Regions from separate parts of the Mus musculus genome. Here all the other regions are linked to region 3. A link is a contact called in public Hi-C and HiChIP or PLAC-seq data. All regions are on one chromosome and are shown on one strand. Each heading gives the region's core, a stretch centred on a gene start, on an enhancer-like site or on the middle of the called end of the contact. The rest is flanking DNA. Distances are from core to core; before and after follow the strand shown.

The links. A called contact is a pair of places that touch in the nucleus more often than the background predicts. HiChIP or PLAC-seq counts read pairs in DNA pulled down with a chosen protein or histone mark.
Region 1: a Hi-C map of myocytes shows a contact between it and region 3, with 2.3 times the contacts expected there. The contact joins the enhancer-like site here to the promoter of Dtwd1 in region 3. A contact is called at or near these places in 2 of 39 promoter capture datasets (both in the 3T3-L1 cell line), 7 of 484 Hi-C or Micro-C datasets (MC3T3-E1-derived osteoblasts, beige adipocytes, bone marrow-derived macrophages and 3 more), 2 of 115 datasets of contacts at active chromatin or transcription factors (heart atrium and microglia) and 2 of 9 other capture datasets (adipose tissue and pancreatic islet).
Region 2: an H3K27ac HiChIP or PLAC-seq map of the NIH/3T3 cell line shows a contact between it and region 3, with 2.7 times the contacts expected there. The contact joins the enhancer-like site here to the promoter of Dtwd1 in region 3. A contact is called at or near these places in 5 of 39 promoter capture datasets (the 3T3-L1 cell line, 3T3-L1-derived adipocytes, fetal liver and 1 more), 2 of 484 Hi-C or Micro-C datasets (embryonic stem cells and uterus), 2 of 115 datasets of contacts at active chromatin or transcription factors (the NIH/3T3 cell line and fibro-adipogenic progenitors) and 2 of 9 other capture datasets (adipose tissue and liver).

Annotation. Positions count from the first base shown.
Region 1 is chr2:126,063,403-126,067,883 of GRCm38.p6, reverse strand. All of the region lies in intron 11 of Fam227b (family with sequence similarity 227, member B), which reads left to right. The region is part of intron 2 of Fgf7 (fibroblast growth factor 7); the gene reads right to left. Among named protein-coding and RNA genes, the nearest start is that of Fgf7, 31 kb to the right of the region's middle. Within about 2 kb of position 2,858, at least 26 of the 459 cell types and tissues checked have an H3K27ac peak or open chromatin away from gene starts, as enhancers often do. A contact at or near this core is called in beige adipocytes, heart atrium and myocytes, where this site is marked.
Region 2 is chr2:126,243,988-126,248,585 of GRCm38.p6, reverse strand. No RefSeq gene overlaps it. Among named protein-coding and RNA genes, the nearest start is that of Dtwd1, 94 kb to the right of the region's middle. Within about 2 kb of position 2,950, at least 6 of the 459 cell types and tissues checked have an H3K27ac peak or open chromatin away from gene starts, as enhancers often do. A contact at or near this core is called in the NIH/3T3 cell line, where this site is marked.
Region 3 is chr2:126,150,748-126,155,067 of GRCm38.p6, reverse strand. Dtwd1 (DTW domain containing 1) reads right to left here and starts at 2,927. Exons shown (of 5, transcript NM_026981.2): 1 at 2,854-2,927; 2 at 208-522. The coding sequence starts at 471. Fam227b (family with sequence similarity 227, member B) reads left to right here and starts at 3,064. Exons shown (of 17, transcript NM_029455.3): 1 at 3,064-3,157.

The sequences.
Region 1 (4,481 bases), core at 1,609-4,108, 87 kb after region 3:
CCAGAATTCATTCATCAATGGCCCTTGGCCAACTGTCTGAGATCGTGGCAGCTCCCCTCTTCATGCTGGGGTAGGATCTGGCCTGAGTTTGCCCAAGTCTTATGCATGTGTAACAACTGCTGTAATTTCAAATGTGCAGCTATCTGTTGTGTCTAGAACAGGTTCCTTGTACTCATCTACCACCTATGGCTTTACACTCTTCCCCCCTCTTCCTCAATGCTTTCAAGGTCTTGGGAAGAATCTGCATGATACTAACATCCCATTTATGGTTGAAAACTCCATGATTTATGGTTGGTCTTTTGTTCTCTGTACCTTGAGCAGATGTGGACCTGTGTTAATTGCTATCTACTGCAACTAGAAGCTTCACTGGTGAGGCCTCAGAGATGTAGTACTCTACAAGTATCACTAGAAGTCATGGGGTCCATTTAATACTACGTCCATTTAGCAGATACAATGGTGTAGATTGTCCCCTTGGGCCTAGAACCTGTCTTGTCACAGGTTCTTGGTCTGACAATGGTGCCAAGCATGGGTTTCTCTTGTGGAGTAGGTCTTAAATCCAATCAGAAAGTGTTTAGTCACTCCACTGATGTTCATGTCACCTTTGCACCAGAGGTCATGCGGGTGGCAGGGGTTTCAGCTAGACAAACTTCTTTTCTCCTCCAGTGGCATTCATAACACACTCAAGCACCGAAAGGTAGCCAGTAGAGATAAGACTTCCAGATCAGTATCATATTCTGTGACTCAAGCACATGGTGTCCTCAGCAGTAGGGTCTCTTTTCATTGAGTTCTGGAGGAGAGCCAATAGCACTGGCAAGATTCTGACTATTTGGGAGTCTGCAGCTCTCCCAGCTGACCGCCCCAAAAGTCTGACAGTGGGGCTTTGATTTATTAGCTTGTGGTGTCTAATACAGGCATTGTTGCCCTGTTATAGGAGAATTTCATCTTACTCTTATTTTATGTGAGCATAATATATACATATGTTACACATACATACATATACATGGAAACTTCTGTAATAGTAGCTTGGTTTCCATATAAGTTCTCTGAAGGGTCTTTACTGTTATTTATCACTATATTTCTTACTGTCTGAGTTACATTCTTATTGCTGTGATAAGACACCATAGTGAAGCCAACTTAGAGAAGAAAATGTTTCTTGGGGTTTGCAGCTTCAGAGGACTAAGTGCATGGGCAGGCAAACATGGCACTGGAGCAGTAGCTAAAAGCTTTTGAGACACAATGATGAGCAGAGAAAGTTAATTGGGAATGGAAAGTTAATTGGTATGGCTTTTTAAATTTTCAAAGCTTGCTCCAAGTGACAAACCTCCACCAACAAAGTCACACTTCCTAATCCTTCTAAACAATTCTACCAACTGGGGACCAAGTATTCAAGGATTCTATGGAGCCATCCTCATTCAAACCACCACAACTCTCTCTCTCTCTCTCTCTCTCTCTCTCTCTCTCTCTCTCTCTCTCTCTCTCTCCTGTTCTCTCATCCTGTTTGCTCAGCTCCCTTTAAGCCATTGTCTCACTATATCCTACCCACCCCTCCTTTGAAAGCCATAGAGTGGAAGTCACATTCTTCATAGCTGTGATGTCAGCTGCATAAAAGGCTGCCGGCACTGTTTACCAATGCCTGGCATTATACATGAGTCCGTTCTGTAATATGTATAGGCACAGAAGTAAGTTGCAAGTTTCTTTGAAATAAGCTATCTTCTGGAATAGAAGACCTGCATTTACCTGGAGTAGCAAAGGAGATTGACCAAGCCCTGAGGAAATGGGTCTTTAACTCTAGAACTGGCAATGGGAACCTCTGAGGATAAGAACACCTTGAAGAAATCCATCAAGATGAACATTGGAATCAGGAAAAGTAGACTAAAAGAAAGGTGACTATGTTAAATGAAAGAAATGGATGAAGAGCCCAGAGGAATGTCTGTGGTCCACGTGTGTGTCGGCTGTCTATGCTGGGCCTTCACATAGTACTCTTTGGGATAGGCAATATTTAGAAAATGGAAAACTGAAAGCAAAACATCATATAACAAACAATGGAGCCTCACCCTAGATTTTTGAATCCCACACAAAGACCACACAACTCTGGCTTCTAATATATCTCCACTCAGGCCAAAGCATCATACTGCCAAGACAGAGAAACTGTACAAGTTGTGAAAGCGCCAGGGGATGGGGGATTCAGGTTGTTGAATCATTATATACACGACTGGTATCAAGAGTCCTATTTTGTTAGACTTTAATGAATACAATGTGTGGGTTAAAATATTTGTTTTATGACTTGGCTGTTGCTTGGACATTTTTGGAATTTGCTAGTACTCCCACCTCAGATGTTTAGTACTGATCGCTTAGACTGTGAGGAAATGTCAGGCTACAAGGAGGAAAACCAAAAGAGTCCCTGCACTGCAGATTTAGACTATGAGATGATTTCAGTACATGCATTCCAGACTCTGCATGGTCAGAGGTCATATTTAGACACTAGATATACACAACAAAGACTGAAATCAATTATTACATTCCACTAAATCAAGCCTTACCCTCCATAGCATTATCCTGTGTGTCTTGACATATCTGGACCTGTGTGTGTGTGTTAAGTGTGCAATTCATTGCTATCTAGAGGCACTGAGTTTGAGGGTCATAAGGCTTCAGCAAGGATCAGAGGAAAGATACCACTTGTGAGAGTCCAGGGCCAGCCTCACCAATGACACATGATGCTCTGGCTGTATTTTCTTTTCACTGGAGGCCACCAGCAAACACGAAGTCTCTTCTTGGTAAAGACAGATGAGAATGCAGTGTTGGGGAGGAGAGTGACAGCTGGGGAAATTGTATTGAGGGGCTGAGAATGTGGCCCCAGGGGTAGGATGTTTGCTTAGCATTCCCTGGGCCTGAGGTTCACTCTCCAAAAATAACACTGCAGTGGATAAGCCAGTAAGAATTTAACAATGGCCTCTCCAGAAGAAAAGAAGAGGTTCTGACTTGTAGTTCTTTCCCTATTTCATCAGTTTCCAGCGTTTAAATAGTCCTGCCATGGCCAGTTTTAGGTCCATATTGAGCTCCCAGCATGGCATGAGGAAGACCTGAGGAAGAAGTTTGAAAGGCTGCACACTGTTAGCTCCCAGGAGTCAGGAAAGCCCTACTAGCTTAGTACCACGTCTTCCCTGCACAGTTCATGCCTGGCCATAGCCCTTGAAACTCCATGAGATCATTCTCTCAAACGTAATAACAACATATGGTACCATACCAAAATAATTATAATTATCACCCAGACCATATGGTTACATAAGAGTAAAATTCACAAAGGCCTAGAAGAGGACCCTGAGATTTATGAAAGAGTTTTCTTTACAGATAGGGAAGGAAGGACACTTATCACCATACCAAGGGAAGCTCATTTATCACGCTCACTCTTAGTTAACAGTGGTAACAGCACACAGCACTACTGGAGTGTGTCACGTGGAGGAGGGCTTCAGAAAAGTCCTGCTGGCTCCATAATTACAGTGATCTGCTGAGATAGCCTTCAAGTTTGCTGCAGGCAAAGGGTGGTTGTGCTGTCTACCTAAGGGTTCCTAGTGGGGACAGTCCATGCTTAGACTAGGGCAGTGAGGCATGAGTGGGTGGGTGGGTAGGGGAGCACCCTCATAGAAGTAGGGGGAGGGAGTGGGAGAAGGAGCTTGTGGAGGGGAAACCAAGAAGGTGGATAACATTTGAAATGTAAATAAATAAAAGAACCATTAAAAAATTAAAATTAAAGAAGTGATCAAATATGTTCAAATATCTGTCTCAGCCACTTATACACTTTGAAATTTTCCAGGAGAGATATCCTACAATTTTTATATTCACATCACCAAGAAGAAAAAGTGGGGAAGGAAGAGGAGGAAAGAAGAGGATAAAAAGAAAGACACGACTGAATATTAACTATGTAGCAGTAGACTTTTAAAACTAGAAATAGGGACAGCGAAGTGCCTCAGAAGGTAAAGATGGTTGCTAGGGATGAGAATCTGAGCTGTGTGTGCTGGCCCAACATGGTGGGAGGACGGAGCTGTCTACTACAAGTTCTGATTTTTGCACCCATGCAACACACACTGCAATACACACACGTACACACACACATATACATACTTACATACATACATACATACATACATACATACAAAGTCTCACACATACATACATACTCTCCACATGGCACATATATTCACACATACATTTATATACATACATATACAGATACACTCATACACATTATACACATATACACTTACATACACATACACAATAGAAAAGGTAAAATAATTAAGTAGAAATTAAAGACAAAATGCTTGTGCAAGGGGGAAGTACTTTGACATTATCTGCAACTCATACGTTTTTCAGTTGTTAAAGGATAATTTCAGAAAGCCAAGATTTTGGGAACATGAAAACTGTCCACAGCTGCAACTAATCCCATTGCTTTTATGAAGCTTTATCAGAAAGTGAGTTTTATG
Region 2 (4,598 bases), core at 1,701-4,200, 93 kb before region 3:
TTTTGCAATATGAAGGGAGATGGAAGATGGGTGAGGAATGGGTTTGGGGAAAAGTGAGCCAGTGCAAGGGGAACTTCACTCTAGGGGACTGACCTCGAACCAGACTCTAGGCACTTGAAAAACTAATACGGTGGTTCTCAACCTGTGGGTCACGACCCCTCAGGGAGACAAACCACTCATTGACAGGCTTGCCTAAGACCTTCGGAAAACACAGATGTTTACAGCAGGATTCAGAACAGTTGAAAAATTGCAGTTATAAAGTAGCAATGGAAATAATTTCATGGTGGGGGGGGGGGTTCATCACAACGTGAAGAACTATATTAAAGGATCACAACAATAGGAAGGCTGAGAGCCACCTCTCTAGTAACTCCATAAATACTTTTTTTAAAATTAAGAGTAAAACTACTTTTGAATTAAGTTTTCTTCCATTTCTGTTCGTTGTTGGCTGATGAGCAGTCACCATTAGGAGCTGTGGCTGTTAAGATGAAATACTAGTTAGGATGAATCTATGGGACCTGAGTGCTATTGTATACGTTTCTGGGACTCGGACTCCTCTGGCCTTAGAGAGCACTCAGTCTGGTGTCCTCCTTACGTTGTGGGCACAGAGTCTTAATGAGGCCTTTGGATTTCACCTCTGTTCCAGACCCCACTGAAGGACGGGGTCTGCATGATAATGGTAATTATGCACCATGAATGGGAATCATTAGAATAGTGTTGTCCAAAGTGAGAGCATAGAACACCCCAAGTGAAGAGAGCTGGTGAGCTGGTGTCAGAAAATGTACTCTTCGTTCACGGATCTGGCACTGAGGATGCAGAGGTAAACTGTACACAGAAAGAAGAGAGTAAACCAAAAACTGAAAATATGAAACTCCTACGTTCCCTCTTCCTAAGTTCCCTAACTTAAATGAAGGAATGAGTGTTGGGTGTGGATAAAGGGAGAAGCAAAACAAAACACAATTTGCTTCAGGTTTTGTGTCTGCGTCAGTTCTCTCTCCTGCCAAGGGACAAGTGTTTGGGGAAAGAAGCATGCATTTTCTGGGAAATGAAATCAATGCTCTAAATTTTTGACTAAGCTGAGATGGGGAGAAAAATCAGCAAAGCAAAAAAAATTGCACAATATCATCTGGAAATCCCTCTGCATTCACTCTTCTCATGCTCAGAGAGAGACCTTTATGTGGGGAAGACAGGCTCACCTTGGCATCCTGTGCACAGGCTTGACAAGAGTCCTTGCAGTCTTTCAGATACAAAAGGATGCTCTCATCATTTCTGTTCTGCAAGTGAGTCTTTAGGAGATGAGGCCAACAGTCACTTAAGGATAGCCCTACCACTACGATACCGATCTCTTTCTTGACATGCTGTTCCACCTACATCATGGCTCAGATATTCCCCTGAGTGCTCTAGCTTCACTCTGATGCTGAAATGAAACATTGTGACTAAAGGGAACATGGCGAGGAAAGGGTTGGTTTGACTCACACTTCTGGGTCACAGTCCATCGTTGAGTGAAATCAAGGCAGGAACCTGGAAGTAGAAGCCATGGAAGGATGCTGTTTATTGGTTCATTTTCTTACACAGCCCAGGACCACCAGCCAAGGGATAATGCTGCCTAAAGTGGGATGGGCCTTGATTCATCAGCTAATAATCAAAACAGTTCATCACAAGCCTAAATTTGATCTTAGTTGAGGCTTTACTCTCAAATGACACTAAGCTGTGTCAAGTTGAAAGCTAACTAGGACAATTGGTAAGGTGTCTACGACTGGAAAACAAGACAATTCATTACTAGAAGAGGCATGAAAGCTTATGAAATAGGACTATTGAAAGAATCCTGAGCTGACTGTGAAAGTACCAGCAATTCTTCCTCATGGCCACACTTATGTCCAACATTTAGTCTGTGAACACACTGAGAGAGATCAAATGTTTCTGGGCTGTAAGCCACAATCCCACTTTATTTGTCAGGACACATGCCATCAAGATGAACATGTGCCATCAGGATGGACAAGGATGCTGACTTTCCGTAGCAGTCCGAGGCTGGATCCTCCCTGAGGTTTTTGTTTTGTTGGTTTTTGTTTGTTTGTTTGTTGGTTGGTTGGTAAGCTGTAGACTTCCCATTCATTGCCTACTGTTCAGTGTTGAAGTTTGGTGGCTATTTCTTCTGCCTTTGCCCCTCTTCTTGAACATGTCTAGAAACAAGAACTTATGGGTTCCAACAATCTGTTTCTTTCATGTTCATTAGTAGGATACCTACTTGGAGTTTGGAGTCTTTAGGCATTCAAATATTGGCTTGATGTGTGTGTGTGTGTGTGTGTGTGTGTGTGTGTGTGTGATGTCAGTAAGATGACAGACTTGTAATGGTTAGTTACTTCTTGGTCTCCTTGGAATGCTGACTTAATGATACATGAGTGAAGGTGCTTTTATGGGAATTCTAGAATCCGAAGATTTGTAGTACCCCGAGCAAACATGGGTATGAGAACAGCTACACTGAAATGGTTTAAGTGGTTTATGCACCACCTAAACCAGCACAGATCAGCATTGGAAAGCAATGTCTTAGCAAAATCAGGTCAACGTTTTGACTTTCTCAGAGGACTTCTGGGAGACTGATTTAGTTGTGCATCACTCAAGTGCTGAAGAACAGACACATGTATGTACGGGGGTTCATAGAATAAAAACATAGTAGGGGTGATACATGGTTCAGCATGGTGGTGACATGTATAACCCAACGCTTCTCCATCAGGAGGGAGGGAAAGGGTCAGAGTGTAGGCCTGTCATTCCGACTTTTTGGAGGCTCACACAAAGGGCTTGTATCTCTCTCACCTGACATTAGGCAGTGATAGTAAACTGACTTAAATCAGAAGCATGGTTATCACTGAGAACAAGGGAGAGCAAGACAGTTTGTTAATCCATGATGAAAATCCTTGCAAAACCTCGGGAGACACAAGGGGGAGCAAGAGATTGTGAATTCCTGAAAAAGAAACTGATCAACTTGAAAAATCAGCTTGACAACTGAGACTTTTGCATGCTCCTAAATACAAGCTTTGGGAAAATAACCTCTTAGCCAGTCTCATGGATAAGAGTCATATCCTGCAGGAAACCAGTAGGCAAAGTCTTGAGTAACTATTTTATCAGATATACAGAATCTAAGAAAAGATAGTTTTTACAAACAGAAACAGACATGGTAACTTGGCCCAAAGAGAAACACATTAAATTCCCAGAAGCCAACCCCAAAGAAACAGATGTATATAATTATTTGACAAAGGGTTCACAAGGAATACATATATATATATATATATACATTCTTTTTTTTTTTTTTTTGATGGCTTGGAATTTTATTTTATTTTATTTTTTCACCGCAACACCCCAGGACTTTATTTTATTATTTTTTTCTTTCCATTTTTTATTAGGGATTTAGCTCATTTACATTTCCAATGCTATACCAAAAGTCCCCCATACCCACCCACCCCCACTCCCCTACCCGCCCACTCCCCCTTTTTGGCCCTGGCGTTCCCCTGTTCTGGGGCATATAAAGTTTGTGTGTCCAATGGGCCTCTCTTTCCAGTGATGGCCGACTAGGCCATCTTTTGATACATATGCAGCTAGAGTCAAGAGCTCTGGGGTACTGGTTAGTTCATAATGTTGATCCACCTATAGGGTTGCAGATCCCTTTAGCTCCTTGGGTACTTTCTCTAGCTCCTCCATTGGGAGACCTGTAATCCATCCATTAGCTGACTGTGGGCATCCACTTCTGTGTTTGCTAGGCCCCGGCATAGTCTCACAAGAGACAGCTACATCTGGGTCCTTTCGATAAAATCTTGCTAGTGTATGCAATGGTGTCAGCGTTTGGATGCTGATTATGGGGTGGATCCCTGGATAAGGCAGTCTCTACATGGTCCATCCTTTCATCTTAGCTCCAAACTTTGTCTCTGTAACTCCTTCCAAGGGTGTTTTGTTCCCACTTCTAAGGAGGGGCATAGTGTCCACACTTCAGTCTTCATTTTTCTTCAGTTTCATGTGTTTAGGAAATTGTATCTTATATCTTGGGTATCCTAGGTTTTGGGCTAATATCCACTTATCAGTGAGTACATATTGTGTGAGTTCCTTTGTGAATGTGTTACCTCACTCAGGATGATGCCCTCCAGGTCCATCCATTTGGCTAGGAATTTCATAAATTCGTTCTTTTTAATAGCTGAGTAGTACTCCATTGTGTAGATGTACCACATTTTCTGTATCCATTCCTCTGTTGAGGGGCATCTGGGTTCTTTCCAGCTTCTGGCTATTATAAATAAGGCTGCTATGAACATAGTGGAGCATGTGTCCTTCTTACCAGTTGGGGCATCTTCTGGATATATGCCCAGGAGAGGTATTGCTGGATCCTCCGGTAGTACTATGTCCAATTTTCTGAGGAACCGCCAGACGGATTTCCAGAGTGGTTGTACAAGCCTGCAATCCCACCAACAATGGAGGAGTGTTCCTCTTTCTCCACATCCTCGCCAGCATCTGCTGTCACCTGAATTTTTGATCTTAGACATTCTCACTGGTGTGAGGTGGAATCTCAGGGTTGTTTTGATTTGCATTTCCCTGATGATTAAGGATGTTGAACATTTTTT
Region 3 (4,320 bases), core at 1,678-4,177:
TAACTTTTTCTTTCTGATCTACATTTCTTTTTTCAGAGCATTGGAGTCTGTGATCATAACAGAGAGCATAACAGCAGGCAGGCAAGGTGCTGGAGCGGTGTATATATGTGCACACACACACACACACACACACACACACACACACACACACACACACAGATGGTCTCTTTTTAAGTGCATTTTTCTTCTTTCCCACGAGCCTCTTACCTGCACACATGGGATCTGCTCGGTGGGCACGTTTCCCACTGGGACACAGCATGTGTAGCAGTAGAACATCCTTGAGCCACCACATTGGCGACACCGGGACCTCCCACTTTGTTGAGCCTTACGCAGCACTTCCTGAGACGCTAAGCATAAGTTTTGAAGGGGGTCTTCTGAAGCAATGGAAGTGGTTTGTGACGGTTTTGTTTCTACACAGTTTGCATTATCTTCTTTACTTTCTTGAGGAACTACAGATGGACTGAGAGCCATTTTCCCTTTGAACCAAAATATTCTGTTTCTAAAGCATGTATCATAGGTACACTGCAAAAATTAAAATGAGAAGGAATGAAATGTCAACATTGTACTGTCATTACAAATAAAATTGCCCAGTATGTTACAGTTAGCTTTAGTACTTATCAACAGATATTAATAAGTTCAAAACCCACTAAATTGATATGCTTGAAAATACAAAATTAAAAACCAACTCAAAAAAGCAATTTCAGTTACTCTTTCATTAAAAAATGGAAATGTCTATATTAAAATGATTTCACATATAAAATTTAGACATTGACAATCCATTCTGATAGTACCCATTTTGTCCCAAATATAGTAATTTTGATTTAAAATATTAATAATACAAGACTTTCTGTTACTATTGTACAGAAATACGTTCAACTATATAAATTGAATTGGCATCCTATGACACCAACACTCATGATAAATCTAAATAAAACATAAAAGTCTATAATGGTATGAGTAAAATCAGTTGGGTATTGTGAATACACACACACACACACACACACTTTTCTTTTTTCCCTGGATTTCTGACTTAAAACTCCTTTCTGAGGAGGGGTAATAGAAAGTTCAACTTAAATTGTCCCAGTATAACAGTAGATGAATACCGGATTCTGCCTTATTTCCTCCCTTGGAGGGAGGAAAGCCAAAGAACCTGACAGGCCCTGAGGATTTCCTTTCACTCGGTTAGCAAGTAAGCCTATAAAACCCTCTCTAAAACCCCATCAGGACTTCCGGTAGCTTCTGGACAGTTGATGATGCAAGGGCATCCGCTCACTGTAAGGAAGCCCACCTCGGCTGCACAGGGAGGAAGCACCTGTGCTCTAGTCCCTTACCTACTCCACCTGCCTGTATGTTTAAATCTGTTAAAATCGCCTTTATAATAACCATCAAATGCAAGCATAGTGTCCCCTGAGATCTGTGGGCCACACAAGCAAATCAAATGCATTTGAAGAGGGGATGAAGGACTCTCAGCTTGTAGCTAGTTGGAAGGGAATTCTGATGGTTCAGTGTGTGACTTGGAAGAGGCTGGGACAATTTTGTGACTGAATTGTCAGCCTGTGGATTCTGACATTGTCTCCAGTAGTATATAATAACAATCAATGACAACAAGGACATAGATGCATGTAAGTATACCTATACTTAACATCAAATACGTGCAGGGCGATGCAGCTGGAGTTGGGTGGGGGAGAGTTGTAAAGAATTAGAAAACAAGGGCGGTTCCTAGGGCAAATAACTAGCATCCTGATGGTCTACTCTGCAAATTGGGCTGAAAAACTTTTTTTTCCACTCAATTTCTCTAAAAATAATGATACTTATGCAGTTTCATCCTGTCTGCTTTGCACATAACATCTATTTTTAGGCTCAAAGTCAGATTCTAACTCAGTTATAAACTCACACAAAGACAATCTTTTACACTTCTGACTACTTATCCCTGGGTCCACATATTTGATATGGACAAACATATTCATTTGGAGGCACTTTTCAATGAGGCAAAAGTACAACTCTTTCCGATTTACCTATTCTTGATTTTTTTTAGATAGATTCAAATACTTATCAACTAAATTGAAACCACTCTGTAGAAGGCATCCAGGACTTATCTTTCTACTCAACTTTGGGGCACTACACAGATCGGCGGAACAAGGCTACTTTTTCCAACACACTAAGCTGATTTGCCTCCCAAGGGAATATTCTTTAAATTTCTCCTATTTTGAATTGTGGACAAATTCAGGACCAGATAAGACTGTTTTCAATATTTGCTTGTGAAGTACTAAGAACTGATCGTATAATTTGATGAGGTACAATATCCCTCTCGCCCCCCCCCCCCTTTTTTTTAAACATCCAAGATACCACCGCCATTTTTTAAACACAGAACTTGACTCCCTTCCCACAGAACACATTATATGACAGGCGAAATGTCTTGGAAATTTTTGCATTTGGAGTTCAATCATAAACAGCCCTGAAATGCTGCAATCTTGGGCTCTTCATCCTTACCCAACCTCGTGGAACTAGCAACGCAAAGTGTTACTATACTTGTCTCACATTCCCAAGAAATAGACACACAAGAAACGCGTCTGCTTATCGGCTGACGGTAACAGCACACATCTGGTTTCCTTTTCCCGCGACCATGCCGAAACCACGCCAAAGCCTGAATTACAGATCGGTGCTCACAGGGAGCTGGCCTTGCCAGGAGTGAGCAACGCCGACTCGGGAAGCCTAATAAGGCTTCATTTAGGCCCCAGACCACTCAAGTCTTGCCCCCACGGGCACGCCACACGCAGCACTAGCCCGCAGTGAGACCTCCGCTGGGCCTGGCCGGCGTCCGGCCCGAGCCACCCGACCCGAGGGGATGCCGACCTGCACCACGCTCAACTCTCGGTCCGTACCGCCTCCGCTCCACGCGCTCCCCCCCGGAGCGCTTTCCGCAGAACACCGGAGGGCGGGGCCTGGCGGTTGCCAGGGCCACGGGGAAGCTGACCACGGCGCATGCTCAGAGGGAGAATCCCGTGGGCGAGCAGGAGGAACTGGTTCGGAAGTCCCGCCTTCGCTTCCCGGGTGACCTGTTCCAAAGGAACCGTCAGCTTCCTGCTGTGCCGCCCGTTGTGGGCCCCCAGCGCAACTGGGGACGTGTTCCGGAACAGCCTTTTCGAAAGTAGTTTCTGTGAGTTAGTGAGGAGCTAGTAACACCGCTTTACCTCCCCAAATACTATATTTACGAGATCTCAGACTTGTAGCTTTAGGTGGTTGGTAGTTCAAGCTTGATAGACTTCTTAGGAAAACCGTTTATGCATTTTGTGCTTTGCTTACAACACGCAGAGTTGACACCTACTGTATTTTTCTTTTATTTTTTTTTAAAGTCTAATATATGTGGATAAGTGATTAAATTATTTTTCTATGCTCCACCTCAAAGAAACCTAAACAATAGTTGTTAAATTAGAAACAAAACTGTCATATATCAAGCAATTTGTTTAATGAGTGGAGAATTATGAAATTAACCAATGGGAGAAAAAGAACAGCCTTGTGTGTAATCACGAATGACAAGCCAGGACACTGATATTTACCACACCAGAATTTATATAAAAGTTTTAACAGAAAAATAGACAATGGTTAACATGAATTCCCAGGATCACACCTGTAAGTAGGAGAAAGGCCCATTTCCAGCCTGGTCATGAGTGGTAGCTTCTACTTGAATAGGAGAGACAGAGACAGACAGACAGAGAGACACAGAGAGGAAGAAGAAGAAGAAGGAGGAGGAGGAGGAGGAGGAGGAGGAGGAGAGAGAGAGAGAGAAGAGGAGAGGAAGAGAAGAGAAGGGAAGGGAAGGGGAAGGAAGAAGGGGAAGGGAAGGGAAGAGAGAGGAGGAGAGGGGAGGGGAGAGGAGAGGAGAGGGGAGGGGAGGGGAGGGGAGAGGAGAGGAGGAGAGGAGAATCCCTTCTGTCACTCTTAGCAGACTGAATAGGTCCCTTAATGTTTTGGAGACCTCAACTCGAGCCAAACTGGTATTCCTGATTTGGATACAGAAAAGGAATTTCAGAACTAGTGAGAGTGAGGTAGAAATTAGACCATGGATATTTGAATTTAGACTTTAAGCAAAAATGTTTTAATAAAGAGAGGCATGCAGAACAAAAGTCATTCTAAATGTCAGCCAGTCCACTATACCTTCACTTATCAAAACAGAAAAAGAAGTTACTAACCTTTTGAGACGCAATGTGAGAGCCACCAGAATGGTATTCATATATGTTGAATGCTAAAACAGTTGAGAGTCTACTTTGAGACCCACATTGACATGTCTACCTGCCTTAGGAATTAAGCTTTAGTTATTTG